3 separate regions of the Mus musculus genome follow, and all the other regions are linked to region 2. A link is a contact called in public HiChIP or PLAC-seq and Micro-C data. All regions are on one chromosome and are shown on one strand. The core of a region is the stretch at or near the end of the contact, and the rest is flanking DNA. Distances in the headings are between cores, read along the strand shown.

Region 1 (3,867 bases), core at 1,149-3,648, 520 kb before region 2:
CCTGAGTTAGTTTCTTTGCCGCTTACAGCTTTTATTTTTCTTTATTTTTGTAGGGCTGGGGACGGAACCCGGCATCTCCTGCATGCTAAGCAGGCAATCTGTCAGCTAAGCAGCTCCCCATGTTCCTTGGCCTTCATTTTAAAAGTCCAGTTTATTGAGGTGCAGTTTATATACAGTAAAGCTCACTCCCTTGAGGCCTATTGTTATGAGAAAAATCAAACAGAAAGTTTTCATTGCCCCACTAAGTTCCCTCCTTATCTTTCTCAGTCCACCCTTCCCACCTCTGGCTCCCAGCAACTGCTGGCTTGCTTTCTGCTCCCACGGCTCCACCGTTCCCCGAATGTCTATAAATGATAATATAGTATATTATAGCCAGGAGGGGGGCAGTGTATAACTGTAATTGCAACACTGAGGAGGTGGAAACAGGAAGATCAGAAATTCAAGGCCAATCTCAGGTACATAAAGAGTTCCAGGTCAGCCTGGGCCACAGGAGATCCTGTCTGCAAATAAGCAAAGAAACAAGAAAACTTTATATTCAGCTAATACCTGATCCACCAACCAACTAAGCCAGAGGCAGATTAATTTCTGTTATCTTAGGCAAGCTGAAGATTGGAATTTGATAGTCTCACTGGGACTCTCTTGAAAGCCCACAGGTCAGTGGTGTTGGTGCCAAGTGCTGGTCCACAGATTCTCAGGTATTATTTGTTTGAGATGGGGTCTTGCTGTGTAGCTCTGACTGGCCTGGAACCAGCTATGTAGAACAGGCTGGTTTTGAACTCAAAGAGACCTGCCTGCCTCTCCCTCTTGTGTGCTAGAATTAAAGGCCTGTGTTAGCATACTTGGCTTGGTGCTATGCTTTTTTTTTTTTTTTTAAACTGAATAAAGAAACCATTCATTATCTCAGAGTGATTACAAAAAAAAAAGCCCTGGGGGCACACCCAGAATTTTGTAGGGACAACATACCTTTAGAGAAAAGCTAGAGCTACCCAATGCTGTGGCTTGTTCTGTGAGGTAGTGAGACCATGCCCTCTCTCTCTACCTCTACACCTGATCCAGCTGCCTTGATGGAGCATACTCCTTATTTTACAACTCCGGGATCCCCCTTTAGATTAAAGTCATGTTGTTTAGAACTATCCAGGATTCTCAGAAACTTCTAGACACAGTAACATGATTGTGTGAGGGGTGGGACACATACATCATACATGGCCCTGGCTGTCCTGCTGTCCTGGCTTGCTATGAGATATATATATATTAGATAAATACCAGATTATTTTGGATTTTGCCAATGCTGGTCTCAAACTCACTATTCACCAAGGATGACAGTCCCTCTTGCCTTCACCTCCTGAGTTCTGAGATCTCATATGTGGATCAACTATTTTTATTGGGTTGTCAGCTATTACTCTTAATTTAATAATTAGAGTGCTTGCCTAACATCCAAGAACCTCTTGGTTCAATCTACAGCACCCCATAATACCAAGGGTGATCATGGAACCTGTGACCTTGGTACTTGGGAGATGGATTAAAAAATTCATCACCAGTAACAGTGAGTTCGAGGCAAGCCTACGATAAACTCCTCACAAAACAAACACAGTGTACTAGGCTATACCATGGGTAAACTCCTTTCTTCTGAAACCAGGATCTGTGATGTTTATGTCATGTCCTCTACACTTCAAAGAGTTCTCAGGGAAGCCAGGGAGCTAGATAAGCGTCAAGACCCAAGGGATTTTTCACTGCTGAGCTGCCTTCCTGGAACAGGGACACTGAGTCAGCCCATCCTTCCACACAAGCAAGAGCTAAACCTTTTAAGGGTTAGAATAACTTCAAGGCTAGACACGTGGATTTGATAGGTCAGAAAGAGAAGCAAACAGAAAGAAAGGAAGGGAGGAAGAAAGAAAGGAGAGGAGAGGAGGGGAGGGGAGGGGAGGAGAGGAGAGGAGAGGAGAGGAGAAAAAGAAAAGAAAAGAAAGGAAAGGAAAGGAAAAGAAAAGAAAAGGAAAGGAAAGGAAAGGAAAGGAAAGGAAAGAAAAGAAAAGAAAAGAAAAGAAAAGAAAAGAAAAGAAAAGAAAAGAAAAGAAAAGAAAAGAAAAGAAAAGAAAAGAAAAGAGAAAAAGCAAGCAAGCTCAGATAGCAACAATAGTAGGAAAGCATGAACATCAGGTAGAGAGGATTGGAGGAGAAACTGCGGGTCTGAGCAGGAATGAAGAATGAAGGTGGAGGCAGGAGATGAGATACCAGGAGGGTTTCAGTCTTGCGGACTGAGGATCGAGGACAACACTCAGTTGCAGACGAAAGGACCAGGAGTTGGGTTCCACGGAGAACTCCGGACTTCTTCTTGGAGGCCTGAGCGGCAGGTGCAGAGGCGGGGCCTCGTGGGGGCGGATCTAAAGGCGGAGCCACAGGGGCGGGGCCGACGCCTGCGGCAGGCGGGGTTCGCAGCTTCGCTCCCCAGAGAGCAGCCGGGGCTGCGGAGCTGGAGCTGGAGTCACAGCCGGAGCCCGCGGCAGAGTCGGAATCCGGGGTCGGGCTGGAGCGGGGTCCATCGACATGGGATCCGCAGACTCCAAGCTGAACTTCCGGAAGGCGGTGATCCAGCTGACCACCAAGACGCAGGTGCGCCTGGGGGCCCAGCCTCTTCATCCACCTGCCGGCCCTGGGGGCAGGGCAGGGCCGGGGGGGCTGGGTGAACACGGTTCACCCGAGGGTGGGGTGACCGGCTAATCCAGAGGGGGATGCTGAAACAAGCACCGGAACGGGACTTTTCCTTTGTAACTAGGGCTCCATCCCTGCCTCTGGGAGCCCACCCTATGCCTACTCTCCCCTGGGAACACTCTCCCGGGCACTGCTGCTGCTGCCACCTTAGGCTGACGTGTGCCTACTCCTGGAGCCGGCGGCGACAACGTTATCCGCCCCCTGTCCCGCCCCCCCGGTGCCCGCAGCCTCGCTTAGCCAGCCTCTTCCCGCTCCCACCTACCCATCCATCGCCCCGCTGGTCTCCCTGCCCCTCAGTGCCCATGGTCCCGGACATACAGCCCCGGCTGACTCAATGCAAACAAAGCCGGGCCGGCGCCTGCCTGGGTTGGGGAAAACAGCTGGTGCGCGATGGCAGCGGTGGCAGCGGTGGCCTCTCTGGGCCCTGGCTGATGCCTGAGGGTAGGGAAGGCCCAGGTCTTCCTGGGAGCTCATAGAGTGGCAGGCAGCGGCAGCTGGGTAAGAGGAGCTGTCCTCAGGCCTAGGGAAGCCAGCTTTCCAGCTAGTGATGATCCAGGGGCTTCTCCAGGCCCGGTGGAGCTGATTGGCTGTGCTTTTTGGCACCCGGAATAGGGATTGGGGTTTCGGGGATGAGGAGATTATCATTGGTCTGTTGGAGAGGGAGCCATGGGTAACTCCAGTCCACACTCCCCCCCCCCATCCCCCGTGTCTACAAGTGTCACAGAAGCTGCCTCCTACCTTCAGCACACACCTCTTGACCCAGCAAGGTTCCTTCCCTGTCGTCCCTTCAATCTTTATTTCTGGAAACCAGGCTACTCTGGTTATGGAGATACCAGCAGCCTCTCCAAGGCCCTGCCTGTCAAAGGGCTCTGGACCTACTGCCATCTGGAACCCCACCCCCATCCGACTGTTCTCAGAGCTCTATATTGTTCTTGGCCAGTGTGAGTGGGATCAGGAGAGCTGCCTACCCACAACCAGCCAGTCACAGCCTCAGAGAGCCGACCACTACTCCCACACCCTGTTACCCACCTTGGGAAGGTCAGAGGCCGAGGAAAGGAATGCCAGGGCCTCTAGAGAGCCTGTTTCTATCTGAGGGGCACTTGGCGGAAACCAGAACTGCTTCTCTTTGCTTCCTGTGGCTTGTTCCAGAACCTCAGA
Region 2 (3,790 bases), core at 385-2,884:
GAGAGATGCTAAGGCACGGGAGGACCCACAGCCCGTTTACTGTCCTCCCTTTCACTGGACCAAAATACCCCAGCACGCCGAGTCTTAGATCTTCTAAGCAATCAAGGGTCTGCTCTCCGCTTGGAATGTGCCCCACCCCCATCGCCAGCAGCACTCCCTCCCAGCCACAGAACAGACCTTGTTGGGGGGATGGGGTTCTCCAGGAGCACAAAGCCACGCTTCTATATATTCTCGTGTCTGTACTTCAGAATCAAGATCGTGAAATCTTAAGGAATGATTTAGAACTTTGTAAGTGCAAACGTGTGGGCGCGAAGTAGAAACGGAAAGCGCTCTGGAAAAACCAGGGGTGAATAAGGGGTGGGACCCAGAACATAGGCCTCTACACGGAGAAGCGCCGTAGGCCTCTGAAATTCCAAACTTCCCGCGGAGAGATCCTGAGCCTTCACCTCCCTATTCCAACTGGACTGTGTCAACACTCTACGCCCCTGAAAGTTCGAACCGAAAGAGCAAAGGACCAGGCTCTCTGTCCCTAATCCCTCTGGTCACAGAAACCTGCCCTCCCCACGCACTGCCGCGAAATAAGGAAAGGAAGCCAACCTACAGTCACAGTCGACCGTAGCCTCCCACTACGAGAGTGGATAGAGGAACAGCTCTCCGACACTAAGATCCCTTGCGGAACACCCCCGGCCGCAGAACCTGGCTTCCCCGAGCCATTAAATCCCCAGCTGGCTCGGGTTTGGAAACTTTCTGCGAACTTGTAGAGTGGGTGCATCGTCACCCACCCCTTGGGTTTTCACCGGGGGCCTCGGCCCTCTCCCTTTCCCAGCCAGCTGGACCCAGCCCTTCCTGCGGGCCGATGGCTAGGGCGGAGCGCCGAGGCAGCAGCCCTTACCTGGGACGCGCAGCCAGCCCGCTCCGGCGCCGCGCTCAGAGCCAACTTCGGCCCCAGGCAGGGCGCCGGCGGGCGTAGGAGGGACTCAAAGCAGGGCGCGGGGCCAGAGCCCGTTCAGGCGGGGGGTGACCAGGCCTGAGCAAAGGTGCGGGGGCCTGCCTCCCAGGGACCCCCGACTGAGCACTGAGCTAAGCGCGCTCAGTGGCTCGCTCTCCCGCCCGCCTCCCCAGGCACAGTGCTCCCCTCTCTCGGCCAGGGTGGGCCGGGCTGCATCACCGTGACATCACCTCCATTCCCGGCGCTCCTCCGGGGCCAGCAGCGCTCCAGGTACGAGCAATCCTAATCCCCAGTAACAAAGCGCGCCCGGCCCTGCCCCCTCCGACTCACCTCCAGGCTCGGCCGACGCGCACTTTCGGGTTGGGAAAGGCGATCGGAGTTTCTGGCCAAACTGACTAGTGGGTTGTTGCTGTTTACTGCCACGCCCCCGCACGCGGGCGCGCGCGCACTTGCGCGTACTCACTTTCTGGATTCGCCTTTCTCTCCCGAAAGAGGTTCGGGGTGCAGCTCAGTACACCCCTAGGCTGCATCTCCCAGCGATCGCACGCACCCACAGACTCACGGTGGCCACCTTGGCGCGTCTACCCGTGACAGACACCCAACCTTTGTCACTTTCGTCCTGGCTTTCCCATGAGACACATGCCTGGCACAGTTCGCTGCTCCGGGCTGGAGCGAGGAACACACTAGGACACAAAGTCCGTCTTTGTCACGGCTCCGCGCCCCCTCCCCTAGCGAGCTTGCACACGTGGACACAGCGCACACGGAGCGTCCTCCTCTTTCGTGCGTGATCCTTCCCGAAGAGCCCAGTCTCCAAGATCACGAGGGAATGTCACGGCGCACGTCCCTAAATCTGTGGACTGAGTCCAGAACCCCTGCGGGCTGTTGGCCGGAGTCTTTGTCGGCCTGACTACCCCACGCCCGAGTTTCTTACAACGCGGGCTCCCCTCCCCGCGTCCCGGTTCCCTGTGGTGACCTGTCCTAATTAGCCTCTCAGTTTTGTTCCCGAGGTAGTGTTTAACAGGATCCCTGTGGTCTGTGCGCTCCTGGCCACGTTGTTGCTGACTCTAAGTCCAGCCTCTCCCGAAGTCTGAAGACCTTTCCACGAATTCAGATTCCCCTGAACCACACCCCCACTCCCTGCCCGGGCGGATCCACCCTTTCTCCTCCAGCCCCGGGAATCTGCTGAAAAGAAACCGCAGAAATAGGGAAGCGAATCCCAGCTGAGGCCTATCTGGCCCAGTAAACAAGAGATTTTTTTCTTTCCGGCCACTTTCTCTGGGGACCTGGGATCCCGCGGGAGTGAGTTGTGCTGTCTTTGGAGCACTGAGTGGGTCTGGTTGCATTGCGCTGTATCCCCGTAGGGGACAAGTCGCAAGAGCAAGGGAGAGGTTGTTGGGCCTGACAGGGGCCTTGGGGACTCTGGGGGAGGGCAGGGAGTCGGGTCTCAGGGTGCGGGTTCTCGCGACGCCGAGTTGCCTGGGGGATCGCCAGGAGCGCGGTCGGAGCCAGCCGGTGGCTGGGCAGGCTGCAGGGCGTGTTTGCTCAATCCTGGGCTCCCGCGAGGAGGGGGGGGGGGCGGGGGGGCGGGAGGGGGGAGGCAGCTGGTCACAGGCGAGGGGATAGCCAGGTGGAGGAGGTCAGGGAGCTAGTGACCCGTACCTCCCCGACTGGCTGTGTGTTTGAGTACCTCCATCTATGACAACCTGGAGTCTAAACTCAATGAATCACCCGGAGTTGCCGGAGCGATAAAACCTTCGGCCGGTTCCTCCTCACCGCTCTGTTCTTTTCTGACTCTAGGAGGAATGTTTATTTAAGGGGGGTGTGGGGGGGAGAAGCCTGTGGGGCCCAGACTTTCTAGAACCCTGAATCCTTTCCTGTGCCCTGTAGTTTCTGTCAGGTCTGGGGAATGTGGCAAAGCTCGAACTATTTCAGTGGGTGGCTGCTGTGGGGGTACCCGCTCCCATTCCTAAATCCACCTCCCAACCCAAGGTTAGAGATCTAAGGCTCAGGTGTCAAGGCTTGAATGGAGCAGGCAGTTAGTGCCCACGCTAGCTAGAAAGGCAAACAGACTGGTTAGACCTAAGTGAACGGTGAAAGTCTCCCTGGCCTCTGCCTGGTTTTCATTAACTAGGTGACCAATGCCTAACTCTGCTGAGGGCTTTTTGGCATCTGTGAAAAGCCAGCTTGGGGGGGGGGGGGGCTGGGGGGGTGAGTGTCAAGACCCTGCAAAGGATCTCAATTTTCTGTCTTCTCTTTTCCCTACAGTCTCCAAAACTATATGACTGGTTTGCCCTGCTTGGCTCACACCTGTAGCTCTAGCCCTTGGGGAGAAGAGGCAGGCTGGACTACATAAGATTCTGTCTCCAAACAAAACCACACTCTTAGCCCCTGCTTCCCACCGGGCAGGGTTATCTATCCGGCCTGGTCACACACTGAGAGTCACTTAAAAGGGACTGTCCCACTGGGGCTGAGCCCTGCCCTCAGCTAGCCTTGTGAGGCAGCTGGTCTTAGAAAGGAGGCCAGTATCTGAGAACTCTTAGCTCTTCCCTGTTCTCTAAGGCCCCCTTCTTGTAACAAAATCTGCCTTCAAAGGACAAAGCAAGTCCCTGGGGCAGATGGCTCCCACCTCTGCTTCTCCCAGATCCCTGCTCTGCTCTGCTTAGGTCTTTGGAGAAAGAGTTGGGGACCAACAGAGGAACGTTCTATGGACCTTCTCTGACTCCAGCCACAGGAACATCTATGATCCCTAGTGCCTCTCACCCTGATTGAACCCAACATTGCTCTAGCTGCTCTGTATACTTGAGTTCCCGCTGAAAGGCAGGCTGACACCATCTTTGCTCA
Region 3 (3,852 bases), core at 378-2,877, 780 kb after region 2:
CTGCTCCGATTGCTGGCTAAGAAGCAATTGCTGCAAAACTGACTCTCAGGCCCCCTCTGTGAGCAAGCCCTGTAACAACACCCTAAAGAACAGCTGTTTCTGATGGGATGGGCAGGGCCTGAGCTCTCAAGCGTGTAGTTCAGAGTCTGGGGCTTGGGGGTAGAGAGGCAGAATCTGGGTTTCTCAGAGATGGGAGGGGCGTGGCCACCTAAGGGGGAGAGATCTAGGCTGCTTATCCCCAAAGCCACTCCTCAGTCAAAAACTCAGTCGGATAACAAGCCCTAGGCCCGGACTAGGTTCAGACTGCCAGGGAGAAAGACAAAAGCAGGGTTTGAAGTGGACGAATGTAAAGCTGAAGACAGGCAGGCTAGGTTTTTCGTCTATTTCCACTAAATGCTCAAAGCTGTTCTTCCAAGGCAGGTGAGGAGAGAACAGTAGAGCGATGAGAGGTGTTCAGTGCCTGCGTCCATAGCGATGAGAAGAGGCTTGGGGACTGGAGAAGATGAGGCAGAGCTCTCGAAGTCAGTGAGATGCCTGAAGGGCAATGACCAGAACTGGAAGACCACAGGGGTGTGTCTCCGAAGACCTGGGCCCTGGAGGCATGAAGAGAAAAGCTGGCAAAGGTGACGGGCCTCAACCCTTCCTTTTCCAGCCGAAATACCAACCTTGCAAGACTGATTTTTTTTCCCAGCAGGCTCAGTGCCAGGGACTACACCGTCTTTTAGGAAACCCACGGAACTGTTTTAATTTCTTTTAAAATCAGGGGAAAAATTAAATGAACTTTTAAATGAAAGAAAATGTTTTAATATGTAGTAATATATTTGTTTTTACGCCAACACAGCCGCAAAATATTACTTTTAATATTTTTAATAGAGAAAAGAGCCCACGGAGGTAGAGGCGTCTGTTGCCTGTAAGTACAACTGTTAAAGGGGTCTTCCAGCTCCTGGCCTTCCCACACTAGAAGGTACATTCTGCTCCCTTCCCTGGGCCACGAGGGAGGACCCCTCTGGCTCTCTCCTTTGTGTCTCTGCTGCTAATGTGCCTTTAAAGGGGGAGCTCAGAAGAAGAAGAAGAAACAAAGAACGCACGAGTTTGGCACCAACTTCACTTTCTCAGCCTTCTGCAAGTCCCAGGCTTCCCCTTTATCTTGCTCTCCGCCCTGAGCGTTTCCAGACTTTTAAAGAGTCTGACCTGGGAAGGAAAAACTGGAATCAACCGGTTGACACCCCCCCCCCCCCCAACACACACACACACCCTTCCCAAACTGTTCTGCCTGGTCGAATCCAGAGGGGTACTGGGGGCTTCATCCTATGGGAGACTGGGATAAGGCCTTCTAGGGAGGAGTGAGGGTGGGCTGAAGCTAGAAGACCGGGCCAGAGAGAGCGGCTCGCTTGCAGCCCGCGCTACTGCCCTCCGGTGGGTCCCGGAGACGCCAGGCGTCCGCGGCCGCGCACACGGATTGGGTTTCTGCGGGGCTCGCTCCCGGGCCTGGCTCGGGGCCGCCGCCGCCCCCTCCCTGCGCGCAGGCTGCGCTCCAGTCGCGGCCACGGGGTAGCGCTCGGCCCCCCTCTCCGCGTCTCCGCCTCCGCCGCGCTCGTCTCCGGCTCCCGCTGCCCCCGCAGCTCCAGCTCGGCGCAGGCAGACTCTCAGGCTCGGCAGCAGAGCAGCTCTGAGGACGCTGAGCCCGGGCAGCCCAGAGCTCCAGGCTCTGCGAGGCAGCTGCTGCCGAGGTGGGCGAGCAGCAGGCGCGGCCGAGGCGCGGGAGCAGCCGTGGAGACTCGGGTCCCCGCGCCGGGCGAAAACGCCGGGGGGCCGAGGCGGCGCCGAAACCCCGGATCCCAAAGCTGCCGGCAGGGCTTTCCCGGTGCGGCTCGCGCCGAGCTCCATCCCGGGTGCGGCGGAGAGCAGGACCCGCCGGTCTCCTCCTCAGGATCGCCCGCAAGAGGCGCGGTGCCCAGGCGCTGGCTGGAACCTGGGCCGCCCAGCCGGGTACCCGAACCGGGCATCCATCCCTGCCCGCAGCTGGCGCAGACATGGGCGCACGGGGCTGCGCGCCGGGCCGTGGGACCCGCAAAGTTTGCTAGCCGGAGGTGCTCAGAGCCTAGGGCGAGCCCCGCACCGAAGCCCCAGGGGAGGTACCCCCGAAATCACTGAATTGGGCACGAGGACCGTGGAGCTGAGAAGGGTGGCTCGGCCCCGCTTAGATGCCTTCTGCAAAGTTAGAAGAGAAGAAAACTTCGGCTCCGGGGAGATTCGGACCGTTATGCTAACCGCGCCCCCCGAGCCCTGCGCCCCTTCTAAAAGACACCCGGCGCCCGCGCCTGCTACTGTGCTCCGCTTACATCAAGTCCCAGGGGCCCGGCGCCTGGAACCGCGGTGACTACGTCGGCCCGGGAGAACCCAACCAGGGGGCGGGGAGGGGCGGGAGGCGGGCAACGTGGCCACCAGGAGGAAGTTTCCTGAAGTTGTCCTCTGATTCGGGAGCTCATCCAGCGACCAGGCCGGATCGCAGGGGTCGCCCTGCCTATGAGACGTAGTCTGAGTCGGGGTGCTAAGGGATACAGGCACCCCGAATTTGAGAGGAGGCTTGGCCTCTTTCTGCTCTCCCCCTCGCTTTACGGAATAGCCAGCGCAGAAAGAGGGGAAAGCATTTGGGGTCGCCGGTGCGGCCCCTACGGGCATAGCGTCCAGGACTTGACCACACAGTCTCCCGGGACTCCAAAGGATTATAAAGCAACTCGCAAAGAGGGGGCACTTTAGAGGACCCCTCGGTCAGCATGTTCAGCAGCATGTGGAGGCTGCCGCTCTGGACTCTACTGGCCCTGCATCGGATCCACTCGGCCGGGGCCCAAGGTACGGTATGGGTGACTTTCTCCACGTGGAACTGGAGAAGGGGTTTGGGTGGGCAGAAGAGAGGTAACCCCCCTAAGACACCGCGTTTGGCCCAAGCTGGACCATCTCTTGTACGTCTCAATGCTCCCCGCTTCTTCGACTTTTGGAGCTCTGTTTGGGGTGGGGCAGTGTCTGATACTTCTGACCTTTCTGGACCGGAAAGGTGAGGTTACGGGGAGGTGGACCTTTGTGGATACTCTCTGGTCGGGGTAGGAGGGGCGCGTCATTCTGTGTCTTGGCTCCATTGAACTCCCTAAGCTCCTGGTCCTGCTTGACGTCCGAAAGGAAGGGCAAACCATGGCAGGCAGGCACTGTGTGGTCCCAGGGCGAGAAGATGGGGCGGGCAGAAGCTGGGAAGAAGCCGTAGTGGTGGCTCAGGGTGCCCGCTTGATTTCCCCTCAAGAGCAGATACTCTGGTTAGCCATGTATGGGAGCCCGCGCCTGGCTGCCTGGCCGGCCGTGGCCGCGAGAGCTGGGGCGGTTTGGCGGCATGGTCCCGGAGCCCAGCGGCGAGGACAGCGGCAGACCCAACCCCCACCCCACCCCGACACACCCAACGGGCAGCCCCAGCCTCCAGCTTCCAGGACTAGCTGGATGCCTGGCCACTGCTGCTTTGATCTGTAGCGGCCCAGAGCAGACAGCCTGGTGAGGAAGGGCTAGTGGGTGTTCAGTGGGTGTGTTGAAAGGAGGTGCGATGGGGTTGTCCCTCCCCGCCTCCTGCAGCGGATGCCCGCGCGTCTCTGGGGTCCCCTGGAGGGTCATGGTAGGCTACGGCGGCGGCTGCACCCGAGCTTTCTTGCGTTTGGGGTTCGAGGATCCAGATGGTGGTGGCCGTGGTGGCCGAGCGGCGCCTGCTGGGGGCAAAGGGAGAAGTAGTCTAGAGTGAATCCCCAGACTCATCGGTTCAGCTTTAGATTTCCTTCGGCTTTCCAGGCTCACAGAGAAGCCAGACCTACCCAA

Evidence for each region. Hi-C and Micro-C count contacts between places; a contact is called where the count stands out from the background. HiChIP or PLAC-seq counts read pairs in DNA pulled down with a chosen protein or histone mark.
Region 1: a contact with region 2 is called in an H3K4me3 HiChIP or PLAC-seq map of bone marrow-derived macrophages, with 4 times the contacts expected there. The contact joins the promoter of Hid1 here to the promoter of Gprc5c in region 2. A contact is called at or near these places in 3 of 115 datasets of contacts at active chromatin or transcription factors (bone marrow-derived macrophages, embryonic stem cells and pancreatic cancer cells).
Region 3: a contact with region 2 is called in a Micro-C map of embryonic stem cells, with 3 times the contacts expected there. The contact joins the promoter of Sdk2 here to the promoter of Gprc5c in region 2. A contact is called at or near these places in 2 of 484 Hi-C or Micro-C datasets (both in embryonic stem cells) and 1 of 115 datasets of contacts at active chromatin or transcription factors (astrocytes).

Annotation. Positions count from the first base shown.
Region 1 is chr11:115,366,287-115,370,153 of GRCm38.p6, reverse strand. It overlaps Hid1 (HID1 domain containing), which reads left to right and starts at 2,398. Exons shown (of 19, transcript NM_001346774.1): 1 at 2,398-2,610. The coding sequence starts at 2,545.
Region 2 is chr11:114,849,376-114,853,165 of GRCm38.p6, reverse strand. Gprc5c (G protein-coupled receptor, family C, group 5, member C) reads right to left here and starts at 1,634. Exons shown (of 5, transcript NM_001110337.1): 1 at 1,280-1,634.
Region 3 is chr11:114,064,804-114,068,655 of GRCm38.p6, reverse strand. Sdk2 (sidekick cell adhesion molecule 2) reads left to right here and starts at 1,627. Exons shown (of 45, transcript NM_172800.3): 1 at 1,627-2,853. The coding sequence starts at 2,778.